2 separate regions of the Mus musculus genome follow, and region 1 is linked to region 2. Evidence: chromatin contacts called from public Hi-C data. All regions are on one chromosome and are shown on one strand. The core of a region is the stretch at or near the end of the contact, and the rest is flanking DNA. Distances in the headings are between cores, read along the strand shown. Region 1 has its middle 150 kb from the start of Fer. Region 2 holds the start of Fer (fer (fms/fps related) protein kinase).

The links. A called contact is a pair of places that touch in the nucleus more often than the background predicts.
Region 1: a Hi-C map of cerebellar granule neurons shows a contact between it and region 2, with 2.3 times the contacts expected there. The contact joins the enhancer-like site here to the promoter of Fer in region 2. A contact is called at or near these places in 2 of 39 promoter capture datasets (both in the 3T3-L1 cell line), 1 of 15 datasets of contacts at CTCF or cohesin (the NIH/3T3 cell line), 6 of 484 Hi-C or Micro-C datasets (adipose-derived mesenchymal stem cells, cerebellar granule neurons, cerebral cortex and 2 more) and 2 of 115 datasets of contacts at active chromatin or transcription factors (the NIH/3T3 cell line and embryonic fibroblasts).

The regions. Positions count from the first base shown.
Region 1 is chr17:63,714,910-63,717,609 of GRCm38.p6, forward strand. No RefSeq gene overlaps it. Among named protein-coding and RNA genes, the nearest start is that of Fer, 150 kb to the right of the region's middle. Within about 2 kb of position 1,437, at least 5 of the 459 cell types and tissues checked have an H3K27ac peak or open chromatin away from gene starts, as enhancers often do. A contact at or near this core is called in cerebellar granule neurons, where this site is marked.
Region 2 is chr17:63,862,604-63,865,303 of GRCm38.p6, forward strand. Fer (fer (fms/fps related) protein kinase) reads left to right here and starts at 1,378. Exons shown (of 19, transcript NM_001037997.3): 1 at 1,378-1,452.

The DNA.
Region 1 (2,700 bases), core at 187-2,686, 150 kb before region 2:
GGATCAAACACGGAGGAGCACGTTGCAGGGACTTGTGGGGTCTGGAGAGGAGGAGTGTAAGAACTTTGACCTAGGGACTGGTGCAGATGAATTATCCAAGAAGACATCATAACTTAGTCATATTGTCAAAATGCATTCAGTTTTCATCTCTTGGGCTTGACCATGGTGGTGCACACTTTTAATCCCAGCCCTCCGGTGACAGAAGCAGGTGGGTCTCTGTGAGTTTGAGGCCAACCTGGTCTATAGAGTGAGTTCTAGAATGGTCAGGGCTACACAGAGAAACTTTGTCTTGAACAAGCAAATAAATAAATAAATAAATAACAAAAATAATATGAAAAACAATCTCTTGAGGTCTAGAGATAGGGTTCCACAGTTAAGAGCACTGGCTGCTCTTCCAGAGGACCCAGGTTCCCAGCATCGACAGGGGATCATTCACCACTCTAGTCTTAGGCTATCCAATGCTCTTTTCTGGCTTCCACGGGCACCAGGCGCACATGTGGTGCACAGAAATACATACAAGCAAAACATTCATACACAATAATAATAATTTAAATATAAAAATAAATAATAAAAACCTGTCCCTTCAGTATAGCTCCATTTGAGGGGACTCTAAACCCACTTCTAAATCCTTAAGTGTGAAAACATGTCTACACATGTCTACACAGTCATATCAGTTCACATGACAAGAGGCAGATGGATCAGAACAAACATGTGTCAGACTCGAAATCAACTCATATTTACTTTTTGAGGACTGTGGACTTCGACGTGTACAAGCCATTGGTTCCTCAAAACAACAAAGAAATACGTGTTCACTGCCCGTAGAACGTGAGGTCAATACAACACGAAGGCAGCACAGTGTCCACATCCACACGCCAGCGCAGTCTAAGATCTGACGCTTCTCTTGAAAGGTGAATGCATTTGAATACCAAGACATCCTCGGTACAAATTTGACTTTGTTTCTCTTTTTAAAGGCTCAGTCATATTCAAACTGGAATTGCTATATGGGGTTACATTCATGGTTTCAGGAATGCTCAGAGATTGTTTTGACTATAGAAGATTTCTGGCATCGGAGAATGACTTTAGTTTCAAATGTTACTGGGCACATGTCCAAAAGATTGATGTGTGTCTTTTCAAGGTCAGACAATTCTGTACTTATGTTATATTCTGAGGTCTGATTCTCAATCCACTTATTTGCAGGGACAATATAATATACAGAAACAAAGCATGGGGCCTGCGTGAAGCTAACACGGTTTTGGCTCTCATCACAACCAGGGATGTGTGTTCTTTCTCTCAACTCATTCTATTCTTTGGACTTAGGGATTCGATGCTTTTGTGATAGATCTGGAAACAAAGCGCACATGTGCCAAAACTGCCACAGGACTAACAAACAGTACCGTGCCTGTGACTAATATAACCACACACCTGCTACCACCATCTGTCAGCGGTGGGGCTGAGGTGACCCTCTTCCGCAGGCAAGCAGGCTGGCTCAGTTTGCTCGACAGAAAGCTGATTTGCAAAGGGATGTCTGCTTGACAGCCTTTATCCTCAGGGCTCCAGCCTCATGACTTGTCATCACCAAGGAAAGTTTGGTCAGTCCAACCAAAGGAAGGAAAGAAGTGCTCTGCTTGCTCTTAACTTACCTGGTGTCAGGGGAGGAGCGGAAGAGATGGCTGTAAGTTGTTAATGTGACTGACAACTGAGCCAATTCCTTCACCTAACATGTGAGACTATCAAACAGTAAGGTGAAGAAAGACCGATCTCCTGCCACGTAGCCTCATTTCATTCATTCCCTGCGTGTCTCCCAAAACAGGGGGTGCTTGTTAAAGCCAGGGTCCCACCTGTGTCAGTCAAGGCACCTGCGCAGAATCTACATAATGAAGAGAGGGAAGGAAGAGGGAGATAGAAACAAGAAGGAAATAGAAAACAGCAGAGATCGGTCGGTGTTTACCTCCGTTCTCATGTGACGATAATGTTTCCTGTTAAACTTTTCAACTATCAGAAATTGACAAATGATGCAGGAGGGTGGAGTTCTCTGCTTAAAGATTTTAGTTTCAAGGTGGGGGGTGGGGGGAGAAAGCTCTTAAAGTCACTTGCCATTTTCATGATGGAAATTATAATTTTTCTTTGCATTCTTGCAAATAAAGGTGACAGTAGGCAGAAGAGACCACCAAGATGAAGCCTTTCCTCGAGCCTCAGGTTACAGCAGCAGACAGCAGCCCGGGATGTCTTTAGAGGACTGAGAAGTGACACAAACTGCCTGCATAGCCAAAGAGGGGATGTGGCGAGGGTGTTCGAATCAATCACAAAAGTCTCTTATGCAAATGAGGTCTATGTTTGCACAAATCATGGCATAATCCTTCATGCAAATTAGTCTACCTATTTATACCAATTAGAGGATCTCCACTGGGCCACCAGGGGAAGGACTGAAGCAGTCGTCTCTGGGCATCTTGTAGAGCTACAGCTGTGTGCAGCCAAAAGCCGTCCCTGCAGTGTAACCTCCTCAAGGCATCTATGGAGTGTTTACTGGCTGAGGATGGGCCATCCGGTTTCCAGGCTGATATAGTCTTTTGTACAAGCCAGCAGGATACCAAAGACGGATCTAACAGATTTTTAAGCTAAGATTGGCGCTAAAATTCTCACTGTGAGATGGGAAGTAGAATAAGGGATTGAAAACAGAGAGGAAACGTGATGGTGAGCAGA
Region 2 (2,700 bases), core at 128-2,627:
AACTTAGAAAAACACCGACTCCCAGGTTTGTTAGTGGCTTCCCATAGCCTGGCTGAGGTTCATCTAAGGTTTCAAGTGCTCTAACAACGATTCACAACTCTTGTGCATTCCACGTTCTTGAAAAAGATATTCCTGGACCATAAATCTGACAAGAGAACTTTATAATTGTTTTCTGAGAAAAAGGGGGAGAGACTCTCATCCATTTTCAACTGTAAGATATCTGTGTCCTTAAAGTATGTTTTGGTTTCTTGGTCTTTGAAACTGACTTAAGTGAATAACCATTTAGAATTTTAAAAAGTATTAATTCTTCTTTGGCTCTAATCTAACTCAAAGGTTTAAGGGTGGGAGGGGAAATGGAGCTGTCAGACTTGTTGCAGGCGACGAATGTGAATGTGGCTGAGCTCACGTACAAGAGGACACTGCCTTAAAAAGCGTGCTACAGCAATCCCGAGAGTGACGCTCCATGAACACCTATCACAGAGCTCCAGATCACCTACTAAGATCTGTTCAGGTCCACCTTACTCCTGTTTTGTACCAAATTGGCAAAGGAGCGCTTCGGAAAACAGCCCTCACTGGAAGAACACATCAGTTTAGGCCCTCGCTTTCTAGACTTTCCTAGAGGTAAGTACTTTCGAGGGGACCGCTCCCAGGACTCGCGGCTCTCTTTGCAGAGCATCCTCATGTTTCCAGAGAATGTCAGCTCGTTAGCGTCTGACACTGCAGGCACAGGAGCGGGAAAGGCAGTTCTGAGCACACCGCAGAAACGCAAAGCCGATTTAAAGGAATCCACGTTACAGCACACGCAAGCAGAGCGCGGGAAGGTAGAGTTCGCTGCACAGCCAGCTCGGGGTGGGAAGGAGAGCCGGCCCTCGCCGGTCCCCCGCGGGCGCTCCACGTTTCGTCACACCTCCTTTCCGGCAGGGCCGCGGGGCTGACCCTTCCGGGCGGCCTCAGCTTATCACCCGGACAGGCTACTTCCCGGCTTTGGCCCCGCGAGTCTCCGGAGTTTCCTGTCAGGCTCCCTCGGTCTCCGCGCCCATCCCACCGCTCAGGCCGACGGCTGGGCTCGGAGAAGCGGGATCTTCTACGCGAGAGACCGCAAGAACAAGCTTCGACGGGAAACAGCACGCAGGGCGGTGGCCACGGCCCACGCCTCCTCACGCCCGCAACTCCAGCCTCCGCCCACTCGCTGAGCTCCGCCCCTCGCGGGTCCGAGCCAATGGGCCGCGCCCGCCTCCTGGGAGGTTGTAGAAGAGGGGGTTGGGGCCGGTGGCAGCGCCCGCCCCTTGCTCCTTCTCATTGGCTAAACTCTCGGGGTGCCCGGAGACCGGAGTGTAGCGGGATTGGCTGTCGAGCCTCGCAACGGTGGCGCCTATTGGCTGGAGCAGTCCCCGTGACGCCGGGTGGCGACTGGCTCCCGGGTCTGAGGGGCTTCTGCTTGTCAGGTTCTAGGTAGGTGCGTTTCACGCCGCCGTCCGTAGGCACCGTTGCCCGGGGCAACGCCCCGGGAGGTGGGAAGGAGGCCGGAAGGCGAGCGCAGCGCGGGGGTAACCGTTCCCGCCTGCAGGGGGGCGCCGGGCTTTTGGCCCAGCGGACGCGGGCTGTGCGGAGGCGCTTCCTCTGCCCTCAGCCAGCTCGGTCCCCTGCCGGGGCTGCGGGGTCACACTCGCCTCATCCTACCCGCGCGACGGAACGTTCCGGGTTGGGCTTGGGTCCGGGCTGCTCACCCGGCCCGCCAGGCCCGCCCCTCCTACCCGCCCGGGACCCGGAGGCTGAGGGGGCGGTGCCGGCCGTGGCGGGCGCTTGGCCCCGCCCCGTCGCGGGTCGCGGGTGTGCGGGGCGTGGGGCGGGGTTGGGAGCTGCTGCGGTGGGGAGCCCGCACCCTTTCCCTTCTTGCGCTCCTCCGACGCTCGCCCACGGTGCCCACACCCCTTCTGGTCTCCTCACCCGTCGCCGCCCTCTCCTGTGGCACCCAGCCCCGAGAGTTCCCGCAGCCCCTTTCATCAGGACCCTCTGACCCTGTGTCGCCTCGCTTCAGCTTCACGTCCCACTGCCCCTTTGGTTCAGGGCAGCCTTTCAGAAGTCCGGCCCAGGGAGACTTCTGGAGGCATCTGGACTTGTCAGGGGTGATTTTTTCCCTAAGGGCTTTTTAGGGGTCTGAGGTATTTGGAGGCACCTTTGTGTCTTCCTTGGACTCCTCTTAAGATCAGCCCTCCGAAAGGAGTTCATGAGATTAGTTTTGGTAAGAGCTAGGGCTCCTTTGAACAATTAAGTTTCCATGAGGTGGTCGCTTGGAACTCTGTGCATTTGTGATTTTTGTTGGGCATGCCATTGCAATTTCAGTTTGTTCGGGCAGCCTTTCATTTTCAATATCTTATGACGTAAGAGCAATGAGGCTTTTGATACTTTTACTTCGGAAGAAGCTGTATATATTCACAATGGTCTCACGGTCACCCTAACATATGCTACTCCAACATGTACAGGAGTTTTCAGGCATTTTTCAGAAAGAACCTTCTCAACCTGAAGTCACCGTATATAAACGTCTGATGTCAGAGAATCTAAAGATAAGGCCCACAGTATTTTAGTGGTTAACATCTAAAAAATACTTTGCAGTCCATCTGTGAAATAAGAACAGGTTTAAAGGAAAAGTATTGCAAAATACATGGTGTGGTTTAGGGACTATTTATATACACACCTGTG